Linked DNA regions of Mus musculus: regions 1, 2, 3 and 5 are each linked to region 4. Evidence: chromatin contacts called from public Hi-C, HiChIP or PLAC-seq and promoter capture Hi-C data. All regions are on one chromosome and are shown on one strand. The core of a region is the stretch at or near the end of the contact, and the rest is flanking DNA. Distances in the headings are between cores, read along the strand shown.

The links. Promoter capture Hi-C pulls out the DNA fragments that hold promoters and counts their contacts. Hi-C and Micro-C count contacts between places; a contact is called where the count stands out from the background. HiChIP or PLAC-seq counts read pairs in DNA pulled down with a chosen protein or histone mark.
Region 1: a contact with region 4 is called in a Hi-C map of the N1E-115 cell line, with 11 times the contacts expected there. The contact joins the enhancer-like site here to the promoter of Ccdc28a in region 4. A contact is called at or near these places in 7 of 39 promoter capture datasets (embryonic stem cells, hippocampal neurons, liver and 2 more), 61 of 484 Hi-C or Micro-C datasets (the AML12 cell line, the C2C12 cell line, the CH12 cell line and 36 more), 9 of 115 datasets of contacts at active chromatin or transcription factors (astrocytes, embryonic stem cells, epiblast stem cells and 4 more) and 3 of 9 other capture datasets (adipose tissue, embryonic stem cells and pancreatic islet).
Region 2: an H3K4me3 HiChIP or PLAC-seq map of bone marrow-derived macrophages shows a contact between it and region 4, with 3 times the contacts expected there. The contact joins the enhancer-like site here to the promoter of Ccdc28a in region 4. A contact is called at or near these places in 9 of 39 promoter capture datasets (the 3T3-L1 cell line, 3T3-L1-derived adipocytes, the HPC-7 cell line and 5 more), 1 of 484 Hi-C or Micro-C datasets (bone marrow-derived macrophages) and 3 of 115 datasets of contacts at active chromatin or transcription factors (T-cell acute lymphoblastic leukemia, bone marrow-derived macrophages and large pre-B cells).
Region 3: an H3K27ac HiChIP or PLAC-seq map of thymic regulatory T cells shows a contact between it and region 4, with 2.2 times the contacts expected there. The contact joins the enhancer-like site here to the promoter of Ccdc28a in region 4. A contact is called at or near these places in 6 of 39 promoter capture datasets (3T3-L1-derived adipocytes, the C10 cell line, the HPC-7 cell line and 2 more), 2 of 115 datasets of contacts at active chromatin or transcription factors (embryonic stem cells and thymic regulatory T cells) and 4 of 9 other capture datasets (adipose tissue, liver, macrophages and 1 more).
Region 5: a contact with region 4 is called in a promoter capture Hi-C map of trophoblast stem cells, with 3 times the contacts expected there. The contact joins the enhancer-like site here to the promoter of Ccdc28a in region 4. A contact is called at or near these places in 17 of 39 promoter capture datasets (the 3T3-L1 cell line, 3T3-L1-derived adipocytes, the C10 cell line and 11 more) and 2 of 115 datasets of contacts at active chromatin or transcription factors (bone marrow-derived macrophages and neural progenitor cells).

The regions. Positions count from the first base shown.
Region 1 is chr10:18,525,756-18,528,455 of GRCm38.p6, reverse strand. It overlaps Nhsl1 (NHS-like 1), which reads right to left. Exons shown (of 7, transcript NM_173390.3): 5 at 1,414-2,700; 6 at 788-920. Among named protein-coding and RNA genes, the nearest start is that of Hebp2, 19 kb to the left of the region's middle. Within about 2 kb of position 1,360, at least 100 of the 459 cell types and tissues checked have an H3K27ac peak or open chromatin away from gene starts, as enhancers often do. A contact at or near this core is called in the C2C12 cell line, the N1E-115 cell line, astrocytes and 12 more, where this site is marked.
Region 2 is chr10:17,859,941-17,862,640 of GRCm38.p6, reverse strand. No RefSeq gene overlaps it. Among named protein-coding and RNA genes, the nearest start is that of Gm20655, 26 kb to the right of the region's middle. Within about 2 kb of position 1,355, at least 35 of the 459 cell types and tissues checked have an H3K27ac peak or open chromatin away from gene starts, as enhancers often do. A contact at or near this core is called in bone marrow-derived macrophages, where this site is marked.
Region 3 is chr10:17,964,901-17,967,600 of GRCm38.p6, reverse strand. No RefSeq gene overlaps it. Among named protein-coding and RNA genes, the nearest start is that of Heca, 18 kb to the right of the region's middle. Within about 2 kb of position 1,335, at least 8 of the 459 cell types and tissues checked have an H3K27ac peak or open chromatin away from gene starts, as enhancers often do. A contact at or near this core is called in thymic regulatory T cells, where this site is marked.
Region 4 is chr10:18,233,565-18,236,264 of GRCm38.p6, reverse strand. Ccdc28a (coiled-coil domain containing 28A) reads left to right here and starts at 1,284. Exons shown (of 6, transcript NM_144820.4): 1 at 1,284-1,413.
Region 5 is chr10:17,759,661-17,762,360 of GRCm38.p6, reverse strand. No RefSeq gene overlaps it. Among named protein-coding and RNA genes, the nearest start is that of Txlnb, 35 kb to the left of the region's middle. Within about 2 kb of position 1,435, at least 26 of the 459 cell types and tissues checked have an H3K27ac peak or open chromatin away from gene starts, as enhancers often do. A contact at or near this core is called in trophoblast stem cells, where this site is marked.

The sequences.
Region 1 (2,700 bases), core at 111-2,610, 290 kb before region 4:
AATCCCAGCAGAAAGGAGCAAAGTGAGGGCAGAGTCCCAGCCCTCAGCAAGAAGCTACTCACAAATGATAACTACTGGGAGAGGAAAAGTCAGTTTTTTTCAAGGGAGTGCTACTGGGTATTTCAAATCACTTTCCAGGGAAGCAGCTAGGTGAGCCGGCCAACACAGATTGTATTCCATGGTTTCTAGTGGCTTTTAATTTTCATTTGAGAGAGAGAGACAGAGAGAGACAGAGAGACAGAGAGAGAGAGAGCGCAAGCATAAAGTTGGATAGGAGTAGATCTGAGAAGAGTCGGGGGACAAGAAACAGAAAGGAAACAAAGTCTTGAAGGAGGCAACAAAAAGCACTATGAAATCATGGCTTTTCTAAACAGACAACAAAAAAGTAACAATAAATAAATCAACTGAAGCACCCTTAGGAAGGTGGCTCTGTAGAGCTAGTCTATGTACAGTAAGTCACAGAACTCAGCATTCCTCACCCCAGACCGGTTCCAAATCTTGTAAACACTCAGTCACATGACTGGCACACTAGGTGCCTTGCCAGCCACAGCTGCGTCTACCAGAAGGTATCACATTCTGCCCTCGATGTCAGCACAGAATCAATGGAACAAAGTAAAACAGAAATCAAACTTTAAAAAGTAATTAATGTATAAGAACGACACTTTAAACTGAGTACTGTTAAACGAACCGTGGCTAGCCAACAGACAAAACCTCATGCAAACAGAGGAGCCCGTCCAGAAAGAAGAAATTATAAAGTATATTAAAATATGACAAAAGTTTGGGATACCTGTGAATGGCTGCAAACAGGTCTTCTGTTGTCCTGGGTTTAGTCGGAGTCAGCACCTCATCGCTTCCCTCTTCCTTAGATACATCCACGGGGTCTGAAGAGGAAGCAGCTGTGTTGGGTTCCAGCAAGCCAGCTAGAGAGAAGAAAGGCAGGCAAACATTAGACGCTGTGACTAGCACTTCAGTCCCTTGCCCGGCTCTGAAATATGCCACTTTGCTGCCATTTCCGACAGTGTGAGAACCATGGCGAAGCCCCGTGGCTCTGTAGTTTGAGTTCTTCCTGAGGTAGAAATGATACTCGCTAGCCTGACAGCCAGGGCTATTTCCTGCTACAGACTTTGGACTAAATTGCTCTTAAATTTGTTTAAGAGCGTTTCTCCTGCTACTGAATACCCAGCCTGCCTCAGACCTCCCAGCACCTCCACCCCCACCCCTCTCTTTCCCTCTCTTCTCTTAGTTTTTAAAATGCTCACAAAGCAGCTTGGGTAATGAGGTGTAAGAAGCCCACACACTGCCGGCTTTTGCCGAAGTCTAGGCTGCTTCACCTGGTTGCAAAAGAGCTCAGTAGCCCTATTTGGCTCATCTCCAGAAGATCAGAAGAGTGCAGTAGAAAGCAGCCGGCCTTACCTTCTCTGCCCTGTTGAGACAGGCAGCTCTTCGCATTTCTCTCACCATCCACACTGTTCTCGCCTGACTCTTCCTGTGTGGGGCCCGGTGATGTATTAGGTTGGACCATGGGGACATTGGCTTCCACAATGCTAGAGGATAAGGACCCTGCAGTTCCCGGTTCTAGAGCCGGACTGCCGGGGGTGGGGGCCGTAGCATGAGAGCCAGCTCGGGATGCTGGGCTGGATTTCTCCTCTTGGCTCCGCACAGCTTCCCCCTCTGCCCTGGTAGGGCTGGGCACGCCTGGGAAAGCTTCGCTCCCGTTCTCTGTGGGCTCCGCTGTGAAATCTCTCTGCGGAGGTGGTACCACCAGGAACAGTTTGGGCTTCTTAGAGATGGGGGGTGGCTTCCTGCTGGGTGAAGAGTCTGGGAGCAGAGTGGTCCTGAGGCTGGGACCCGGGCCTGGAGCTCCATCGCTGCAGCTCGGAAGGCCGCCACGCTCTACTGCACTGTCATGGTCACCCTGACTCTGGCTCTTGGCAGGCATCGGAAGCGAGCTCGTCACAGAGGCAGCCTGGCTTTCACTCTCCATTTCATTTATGCTATTTCGGGATTTGAGGAAAGCAGATGGCTTTAAGTGATACTGTGGAGCAGTCGGAGTTCGTTGTTCCTGAGCTGATGGTTCAGAAAACAGGACTGCCCCGGCACCTGAGTTCTTCCTCACTGGCCTCAACTGCACCATCTGCAAAGCTTCTGTGGTGATCAGGGGCATGGGGGGTCGGCAGCCCTCCTCCTTGTTGGCAGGCCGCCTGAGGGCCTCCCTAGAGGATTCGGACTGGCTAGAGTTTTTGAAAAAGGGCCTGTTTTCTTTCATGAGTTTGGGGTCCAGAGGCGGAGCGGGCGGGGGTTCTGATGAGGGCAAGAAAGGTGGAGGTGCTGGCACAGGAGGCAAGGATCTTGGAAGAGAGGGGCTAACTGCTGTGGGAGAAGGAGAAAGGCACCCGTCGGTGGGGGAGCAGAAGGGAACAAGGGCTTCTGGTGGTGGAGGGGGGAACATGGGAGAGGGCGGCAGAGGAGAGCCCTCGGAGCAATCTGCTAGAGGAGGAGGTGGTGGAAGAAAAGGGGACTTGTCTGCCAGACACGGAGAAGGCAGAGGGGGAAGAGGAGGAGGGGGAGGGGCAAGGGCCGAGGCCAGGGTTGTATCCAGTTTCTTCATGGTCCCACTTCCTTCGGTAGAAGTATTAGAAGAGAGAGAAGTGGACGATGATGAGATGGACATAGAAGAGATCAGAGACGATTTTCTTTCTG
Region 2 (2,700 bases), core at 106-2,605, 370 kb after region 4:
ATATATATATATATATATATATATATATATATATATATACATACATATATATGTGTGTGTGTGTGTGTGTGTGTGTGTGTGTGTGTGTTAGCAAAAGAGGTCAGACACAAAATGCTTTTACAAAACATAAAACACACCTACTACCACACACATGCATATATAGGCAAAGAAAGCATTCATGAAGGAGAGTTCCTCTGGAGAAGAGGAAGAGAAACCTGAGATGCTAGGTGGATCTTTTACTGCTCCCACTATCATCCCCCCACTACAATCCCCCCACATCCTTATCCTCTGCAAGATCAGCAAGTGCTCTTAACCACTGAACCATCTCTCCACCCTTTTGAGTTGAGTTTTTAAGAACATCTTCTGTGGGAATTCTGCAGCTGCCACTGTCTCTGAGTGAAATACCTTATCAGGTGTTCTGCTGTAGTATTTTAGCCCTGAGACAGAACTGAGAGTAGCAGAGGGGCTCTATGATTGACAGTCCCATTCACACTGAAGGGAACCTGGGCAAAAAACTTCCTTTGAGGATGGGATGCAGATACCATATGTGTACTGTGTGCTAAGTAATTTTCAATTTTGCATACCAGAGACTTGGTCAAATTGTCCACTTCTTGAATAAACTACAACTGGACAAGCAATAGAGAGAAAACCTAACTCTCACCAACACTCTATGTCATTACCAATATTTGCCATCATCCTCGATGATATTAGATGTTATCAACATTTGAAATTTCTTTAGCCTAATGAACAAAAGTGATAGTATCTGGCGCCTTTTACTCATTTATATTTCTTCTACACTTTGTCCTATGTGGCAGAGATCTTACAAATGGTATTGAGGGCACCTGCAAACATGATGGTCTCTGTTAAGAAGGCAGCTTTACCACTGGCGTTATTTAGGATTGAAGTAAAGAAAAATAAGCAGTCAGCCTGGTAGTCTGTTTTACTAACGCTTTCACTGTCTACAGACAACACATCTCCTGTGCGTGGATCCACTGTCTGCACGCTTTCCTCTGACTGGTTTGCTTTGTTTAACACTCGGTAATATTTCTATGTGCATTCTGGACACTGATGTTTTCTCAATCTTTGTTATTGTATTTTCATTTTGTTTATTGTTTATTTAGATTTTCTCCCCATATCTCTAGAAGATAATCAATTCCTTGAATGGCGGGCTAGAGACATTGCTTTAAATTACTCCCTGATTGAGTTAGAAGATTCTTATATCCGTCCCTTAATAATGTCAGAGAAGCAGCCAGATCCAGCTGTGAAAGTACAGCCAGTCAATACTAGATATTTTTAGGAGATGAATTGTATCACAGCAAAAAATCTCCCCACAGAAAGAATGAGTCACGAAGATGACAGATTGCTGGTACGATTTGCAATAAACTCTGGCTTGCCACTTTCTGACTCACTGATTAAAGCATAAATGGATTAAAACCATTTCTCTTTGGCTTTTAGTTTAGGGAAACATTGTTACTATTCAGTGTTACTATTCAGGGGTTTGGTTATAACTGCAGGGTAGTGAGGCAGAGAGATTGAAGAGACTGTAATTTGGACTTTAACACTGTCACTAGGGTAAGAGACTGTAACCAAGGCTGAGCTTCTCTCTCCCCAAGGAAGACAGACATGAAGATAGCTTGCTTGCCAGAAGCCCCCTGCTCCTTGCTCCAGCTGTAGGTCTCTGTGAGGAATGGCATAGAGAATTTCTCAAGACATACTCTGTGCCTTCCTGGGGACGAGAGCTGTGCATCTGTGGTAGTTGTCACTGTGGGCTTGTGGCATGTGCAATGATGTAACAAACAGCTCCACCGTACTTGTGGCCTCACCCATCTGCCTGTTTGTTCAGAAGGTAGATAGCCAACAACACAAGAAAGAAAAGCAACCAAACCAAACAAACCCAGTAAGCTTTGTGAAGCTGTAAGCCAAGGAGGATTTATTGAGCAAATCAAAGGGCAGCAAGATGTGATCCTCTGAAAACAACCCATTAACCACAGGATCCAAATCACACCTTCAAAGGTGAGCTTTCAGTCCCCCTCCCCAACACATATTCATGTCCACACACACACATACACACTCACACATATACTCTGACACACACACACACACACACACACACACACACACACACACACTCACAGACACACTGTATACAAAAGTATAGCTATACATACTTATATAAATGTTAATTTTTATGCATATATAGGGCCACATCTGGCCACAAACATTCATGAACAACTACATGCATACTTGCACAGAACTACACATATGCAGCAGCACATATGATACACACTCATGCATAGACTTATACACACACAAAAAATAGTCACGTACTCTTAGAGAGCATTCATTTTCAGGAGAGTGCTCTCTACTTGGAGATTTGGGGATTCCATTTGTAACAAAAGTGTTTTAAAAGTTTATCTTTCCTGTACTGGGGCATATAAAGTTTGCGTGTCCAATGGGCCTCTCTTTCCAGTGATGGCCGACTAGGCCGTCTTTTGATACATATGCAGCTAGAGTCAAGAGCTCTGGGGTACTGGTTAGTTCATAATGTTGTTCCACCTATAGGGTTGCAGATCCCTTTAGCTCCTTGGGTACTTTCTCTAGCTCCTCCATTGGGAGCCCTGTGATCCATCCATTAGCTGACTGTGAGCATCCACTTCTGTGTTTGCTAGGCCCCGGCATAGTCTCACAAGAGACAGCTAC
Region 3 (2,700 bases), core at 86-2,585, 270 kb after region 4:
ATTGGTGAGGCCAGCTACATTAGTAAGGCTGATCTGTTTTACCCAGTTGGCAGGTTTAGATGCTAATCCTGCTAGGGACACTCTGTTAGAGTAGAAACAACGTTTTATCATCTATCTGAGCAGTTCTGAACCCAATCAAGATGATATTACAACATTTACCATCACAAGAGCTGAAACAGAAAGACCATTTCATCTCACTTGTTTGTGTAAATTGGCTGCAAAGAATTTGACTCACCCAGATCATAGGACTGAGAACCATTAAAAAAATGTCTACTTACTAACCTCAAGATGTTTGGAATATCCTAGAAAATAAATGAAAGGTCCTCTTCTTTTATTTTGAATAGCACAGCAGAACAAGCCTACAGATCATTAAAACAGCCACAATCTAGTGGGTGTGCTTCTGTTCTGAAGTCATGAAGTCAAGGTTAGCTCCTACAATGCTTCTTAGATTGGGTAAATATTTATGCAAGCAAGCAAGACATAATTAGTTTAATTATCACAAAAGTCAAATTGTGAGAACCGTTGTTCTCTGGAGTAAAGAGAAAAGCACTACTTTACACTTAAGTATATTCTTTCTCTTTCAGTTCTAACGATTTTTGTTAATTATTTTTCCTCTGTATTTCGCTGTATGATGAGTGTGTGAGTATGAGAGCCACAGCCTGCTTGTGGACATCAGAAAACAACTGTTGCGAGCTGCTTCTCTCCTATAGGCTCACGCTCAGATGGCCAGGTTTGCACAGCAAGCATTTTATCACTGAACTATCTTGTTAATTACATTTAGTTATCATTTCCCAGTGTAAGGGGGCGGGGGGAGATAAACCTGGCTATTTAGAGTAATAAACAGTTCTCAAGTCCTTCATAGTAGTCTGGATCACTCTATTACAGCTTTTGAGCAATGGAAAGAAACACAGCTCAACTGTTATCCCAAAAGAAGTCATTATGTTAGTAAATTATGAATTAGCTTCCCAAAGTGAACAATCTATCTCATGAATTTATGTTTAGAAAAACCCAAAGCAAGTAGAGAATCTGGTAGTTTTCTGAACACAAAGGGAGAGGAGAGTTAGAAATGCAATAGCTGCAAAAGCTTCAAAGGTATCAGAAAGACTGGTATGTGCGTGCGTGGTGTGTGTGTGTGTGTGTGTGTGTGTGTGTGTGTGTGTGTGTGTATGTGTGTGTGTTCCTGCTACTTTTTCCATTGGAGCCAGAAAAAAGCATTCATCAACCATTTTTCTATTCTCTAAGGAGAAGTTCTGGGACTGCCTATAGGCAGGAGAAAAACAAGAGAAGATAAGATCTTAACTAAGGTCACAAGAGCAGATGTTTGCTTCTAACGTCAAAAGCAGGAGAAGTGGTATCGTTTCAGAGTGTTGCTTTTAAAAGTTGAAGTTCTACCCAAGGCTGGAACAATGTACACATCTCCTGAGACCTTTGATTATAAGCAAGAATTTTGACCAAAAGTGTATTTGACTAAAAGTAAGTCCTGTCCTCTAATACTTTCAAAACCTGTTGAGAAGAAAATTTCCCTAAGTCTTTAACTTTGAAGCTCTCTATTTCAAGTCTGCCTAGGGAGTCTCTAGGGATGAAGTCAACATAGGAAAGCAAATGGTAATAGGTATACGTGGTTTGAAAAAAATACCACAGTTTCATACCTTCTGCATATACTGATGCAGTACACAAATCTCACAAATGCTGGAATGGAAAAGTGCATTTGTGTCAACTTTTCACCACTATAACACCTTGTAAGGAAAGAAAAAATGATTTGCTTCCAATTCTGGAGGCTTCAGTCCATGATTGCTTCATGTCATGGTGGTCATGTATGTCAGAACAAAAACCTTTTGCTTCAGGGCCAGGAAGTAAAGCAGATTAAGAAAAGGAGGCTGGGTTCCTATTACCTGCCTTGAAGCACTCCCCAAAGGCCTGGAGACCTACTAGACTCCACCTCCAAAAGTTCTACCACCTTCCAATAGCCTGAAAGTTGGAACTGGCTTTTAACATAAGGGCCTCTGGGAAACATTTAGATCTAAACAATAGCATTCTCATATTAAAGTTCTCTCAATTTCCTACTTCTGGGATCTAGGATATATAAATCATCATTATATATCTAAAACTTTCTCTGCTAACTATAGCATCTTCCAGAAAGCAAAGCTAGGATCAACAGGTACAAACTATAAGGATGTACAATTACTTTTGCCACAAAGAGAAACTTTGTTGTGTCTGAAGAGATAGCCTGGTAGTTAGAGCACTTGCTTCTCTTTCAGAGGACCCAGATTTCTCAACCATTTGCGCTTCCAGTTCAGGAGATCCAAAGTTCTCTTCTGACCCCTGAGGAAATCAGATATGCATGTAGTACATATACATACATACATACATACATACATACATACATACAAACAGGCAAACCATGGATTGAAACATTGGAGTTTGGTTGGTAAAGTTCATGTTTGGATCTTAGCAACCTTGTAAAAGTTGGTGGTGCAGCGTCTATAAGCCTAGGGCTGGGAGGCAGAGACAAAGAATTCTCAGGCAATCCAGTCAATCAGTGAGTTCCAGCTTCGGTATGAGATCCAGTTTCAGAACTATAACGTGGAAAATGACTTAGAAAGACATCAATGCTGACACGCCTGGCATCCACTGGTGCATGTCTACACACATCTATGTAAACTCTTATATAAACCAACCCTCCACACACACGCACCCAAA
Region 4 (2,700 bases), core at 35-2,534:
TGTGGGGGTTTTTTGTTTTTGTTATTTTGTTTTGTTTTTTGGTTTGTTTTTTTTAAGAATTCCAAGTTTTTGGTTTTGTTTTTCCTAATGGAAGAACATCTCATAGTATGAGTTTAAGTACTTAGTAACTCCATTTTTGCTCTGTCTCAATATAATCTCTAGACACAATTTCCTCCCTAGGTAATGGGGAGATTGAAGGACAGGGTCACCTCAATCTAAGAAAGTCGGAATCTAAAAAGTCCCATCTTCCCTCTGAGAAGGCATCCACATCAAGGAGGGAAAGGTAAGTTTTCTTTAGTTTAGGGTTGAGCCTTCTCTCTTAGCCCTCAATTCCTAATCCCGGGGATGAAGTGGGGAGTCAGGCAGCAAGTCTGATTAGCCTTTCTGAATCTCAGAATCATTTCATTTGTTTTCTTTCTTTCTTTTTTTTTTTTTTTCTTTTCGGTTTTTTCGAGACAGGGTTTCTCTTTATAGCCCTGGCTGTCCTGGAACTCACTTTGTAGACCAGGCTGGCCTCGAACTCAGAAACCCGCCTGCCTCTGCCTCCCAAGTGCTGGGATTAAAGGCGTGCGCCACCACGCCCGACCTCAGAATCACTTCTAAAACGGGGATTTTGACATTACCTTAAAGGACTGTAGTGAGGTAAAGTGGGACGAGTGACACATACCCGTATGAGAAGCGCAGGCAGGAAGATCTCAACAACATAACCGGTTCCTGAGCAGTGTCGGCTATACGAGACTTGGTCAAAAAAAGGCAAAGAAAACGAAGAAAGACTGATAGACAGACAGACAGGTACACAGAAAACCTAAACGCACTCACCCCACCCCCACCACACCCAACTGCAATGCTTGGATACTGGCTATTTACAGAATCACACTTGGCGGCACAGCATCAGGGATGCTGAACCCAATACCGCTTCTCAAGCCAAACTAAAAGCAGCCAATCCGAGGTGTGGATCCGCCGCAAGGGGACAATAGGCTCCGCCTTCGATTTGTTCGAAAGGCATGCTGGGAATTGCAGTGCATGGGGCGGTCCTTCACCGAGGTGGCTGGCCGCTTCCGGTGAGGACAATATACAGCCAGTTTCCATGAGGCCATGAGACAGGCAGAAGTGGAGTGGCCAACAACAACTCCTCTTTCCCGCAGCCGCTGGAGCCATACCTGAAGGCGGCTATGGGAAGACGGAGCCCAAAGCAGAGACGCGAGCATCGCTAAGGGACCTGGGAGAGGCGGGGCTTTTCGCCTCTCGGAGGGCCCCGCCCAGATTACGTCACTTCCGTAAACAAAGGGCGCTTGCCTGGGTTTGTGACCCAGGCAGACGAGCTGGGCTCTTGATGCAGCCCTGGCGGAGGCTTTGAACGCTCTCTTACTTTTCCTAGCCGAGGAAGGGTAACCACAGCCTTTTCTCCCTCCGGTATGTAATGGGGTAAGGGGACCCCGCAACCTGTTCATTCGAGCCCCTCAGCACCTGCTCTGGTCACCGCTGAGTGTAGATGGGTCATCGCAGGGCTGGGTTGCGGAAGGGAAATGAATGAGGCAAAGTCCAGAGGCACCTCTGGTGATTCTGGTTGGCAGCGAGGCCTGACATTCAACCGTGAGCAGTTCGTCCCCTCTGGAAAGGTCCCTCGTGTTTGTCATACAAGAAGGATTTCAGGGTCTTGTGACAGATGTTATCTTTCAGAAAAGAGGACATCGCAAGCTTGGTCCCTCGGGGACCATTGGTTTATTGGCGATGCTTTATGTATTAACTGGTTTTTGCTTTTTCCTCCTCTTTTGTTACCAAATGTGTATTAGCATCCATAGATTTGAAGGTTAGCGTGTTTATATGTATCACCAATTATACAGATCCTCATCTCTTGGAAACCTGCTCCGTCATCTTCAAAGTTTTATTTAATCTGTATTACAGCTAAACAATTCCCGAATGACTCAAGTGGATTCGCTCTTGGTATCTGAGACAAGAGACTGAATGCTGTACCCTTTTCCAAGAAAAACCCACATCAGCTAGCAAAACAAAAATAAATTACCTGTATAATTCCCGACTAATTCTTTTAGGAGTGACAGAAGTCAGTTTCAGTCTTTTAAAATAGTCATGGCAGGACTAAATTCAACACTTTTAGATTTTAAATTTTATTAGATGACTGTGTACAGGTGCACACTGTGCCCCTGGAGGCCAGAAGAGGGCACTGGATACCTTGGGACAGAAGTTACTGTCATAAGCAGCATTGTTGGGCCTGGAAATCAAAAGAGACCTCCGAAAAGAGTAGTCAGTGCTCTTAACTGCAGAGCCATCTCTTAAGCCCCACAGTATTTTTTAAACGACCAGAGATCCTGAGTTCAATTCCCAGAAACCACATGATGGCTCACAATCATCTGTAATGGGATCTGATGCCCTCTTCTGGTGTGTTTAAAGAGAGTAACACTATACTCACATACATAAAGTAAATCTTTTTAAATTCATAGTGCAGTTAACGATTTGAAGGGGGGAACAGGTATGCATTTTCTGACACTTTTTTGTGATAAATTAATAATAGAATTAAGAAAATTCAAATCGAAAGAGCTAGACTTGTGGCACATGCCCATCCTTCCAGGACTCACTCAAGAGCCGAGGGAGAAGGATCATCACAGGTTGGAAACCAGCGTGGCTTACGTAGTAATTTCTCAGCCAGCCAAGGACATAGAGCAGAATTGTTTTTCAAAAAGA
Region 5 (2,700 bases), core at 186-2,685, 470 kb after region 4:
CCATCATTGAGAAGAGAGGCCCCTTGGTCTTGCAAACTTTATATGCCCCAGTACAGGGCCCTTCATTTGATCTACAAAAAACCTTCTCTATGATACCTAGGGGCAGTCATGTTCTTGCTGTTTATTTATTCATTTTTGCATTCACCTGGTGACATAAGAAACAGCAGAGACAAATGGATAGCAGACGGCCAACTCCTCCGCAGGCTGGAAACCTTACAAAGTTTACTCCAGTTTCAGGATAATCCATGATTATTTCTTCAGTCACAATGTGTTAGTACTTATATATAAATAGAAGAGGATTTAACAACTGTATAACATTAAAATAGAATAATGTTTTACAGTCAATAACAATAATATTGGAAGTCCTTTTCAATAATTAAAACAAGGGGATCTTGGAGTTCAGTAACAATCCACCCAGGCAAAAAAAAAAAAAAAAAAAAAAAAAAAGGGCAAGTTTCCAGCTGAGAGGCACTGTCTCAAAGCAGATAGCAGTGGAGGAAATTAAGCAACATCTTGCTTTATCCTTTACATACATACGTACATACACTTGTGCACTGACATGCATGTAACACACACAAACACACTATATGAGCCAATTCTAATGCAAACACATGAGGGTCTTTATTAAGAGCTCTCAAGCAAGGACTCTCACCATCACCATCTACTTGGAGTGAGAGCCCCTAATCTAGGGGTACAGGGTATTTATTGTGCTTACAGCAAGCTTGGGGAATTTTCATATGGTCTGCAAGTTAATATTTTAAAATCTGCGTTTCTGGTTTAATCTGCAGGAACCAAACATGGGGGGGGGGGGCAAAAACATCTGACAAACAGGATGGCCAGGTTATCTATTCTCTGCAGGATGTCTTAGGTTATCTCTGTGTACCTTGACCCTGCCTTTGTAGCCTGGCTGGCTGTTGTTAAGGGGGGTGGGTGGGGGGGGGAGTGCCATTGGATGTTTGCTCAAGAGGACTTTGTGATTTTCTTCCTGGAACTGGAGTTCAGCCCCTGGTCTCAGACAAAATGAAATGGAGTTTCTTCAAAACCAGAGTTGGTTGGGCTTTACACTGACATCTTCATAACTGGGAAAAGAGGTGGACTGTGTCTGCTCAGGCCAGAACTTACTCCTGACGAAATGAATCACAGGAAAAGGAATTTAAGTTTAGGGTAAATAGCTTCTGACTCAAGACAGCTCTGGGCAGGACGGCAGCAACTGAATGCAAATAACTCAGTCTGAGAGCCTTAAGCACGCTGTGCAATGGTAAAGATTGTTCTGTGGAAAGGAGTATGACTCTAATGAAGGATGGTCTTAGTCTCAGGAAGTTGCCATTTCTCTAGGTCTGGTTAGGGCAGGCCAAGTGGAAAGCCTGGAGCCCAGGACAGGAGGGCCAGGGACCCAGCTGCTTGTCTTCTGCCTGGACTGCCCTGCAGATGGCAGCACCACAGATGGCTTCGCGATCTCCAAGGACGATCAGAGTTTGACCTTGGAGGACCTCCCACTTAAGGGACGCAGAGGTCAATAAACTAACAGAAAGTATTCTTTGGTTAGTAGATCTGTAAAACTTCCTATTTGGGCTGTGGATGAACAATTTCAGCCTTATCACGTATCAATTATTCATGTCTTTTATAAAAAGCCTCCTATTTTACACTGAGTAAAATTTTATAACAAAAATTTTCTCTACAGATTACAAGGTGTGTAACTCCTGCTTGTTATTGTTGATGTCGCCAAATGAATCTCATTCCCTAGTATCCGCTCTTGAGTTGTCCTCTCTGTCACTGACTCTCAACATGGCTCTGTGATTGGTCTTAACCGATGGACTATCAAGGAGTGATGTAAGAAGTCTGATATATACACTTGGCACATAAGAGCCTTTCTTGCTTCTGTGGACATGTATTGAAGTCTGAATGGCCACCTGAAAGATGAAGCTGCAAAGAGGGAGGAACTCGGCCATGTTACTTGTCCTGGGTGAGACAAACACTCAGATGAAGCCCTGCGGGGGTCTAGCCCCAGCAGTCAGACAGGTCTCCGCAGAGGAGATGAGGAACAGGCAGAGGGAGTGATGGATGGATGAGTCAGAGACTGTGGCTGGAGAATCTTGCATCTCTGACTGACTAGCCACCAGGATGCTCCTTCATTTATACAGATTCCACAAGAGGCAAACTTGTGACTTTAAAAGAAACACAGATCATGCCATTTCGTCCCTGGACAAGTGTCACAAGTACTGAGAGAAAAGATATTATCAACCTCAAATCACTTTAGACTACGCAAGCATTTATGACATGTGACGTTCTATTCTTTGGGAAAGTGAGACATTAAACAGATAGAAAAACCTGTGAGTCAGTCTAGGCAAGTTCCCAAGCTTTGAACAATGCACAGGGCAGGGCTTGAAGGACAACTTATGAGATAGCCTAGCTAAAAGTCTGAAAGCTCTCTCTCCCAGGCTGCAGGCTGCATTGTTTTATCTTTGTTTTTTTTAGTTAAAAGGCCTCACTGTAACAATGTGAGCCAGTCTCCTTATGATTGTCAAATTTTTATATTTCTTTTATATTACTTTTATATTATTTCTATATGTTATCAAAGATTATTTTAGGCAAGCTAACTCTGTTATTAGGTTTTTGTTTTCTGTGGGCAATGTCCTGTAGACTACATATAGGAGGAAGCCTGTAATCTGAGCTGTTGCCAAATCTATTGTTTCTGAGTTT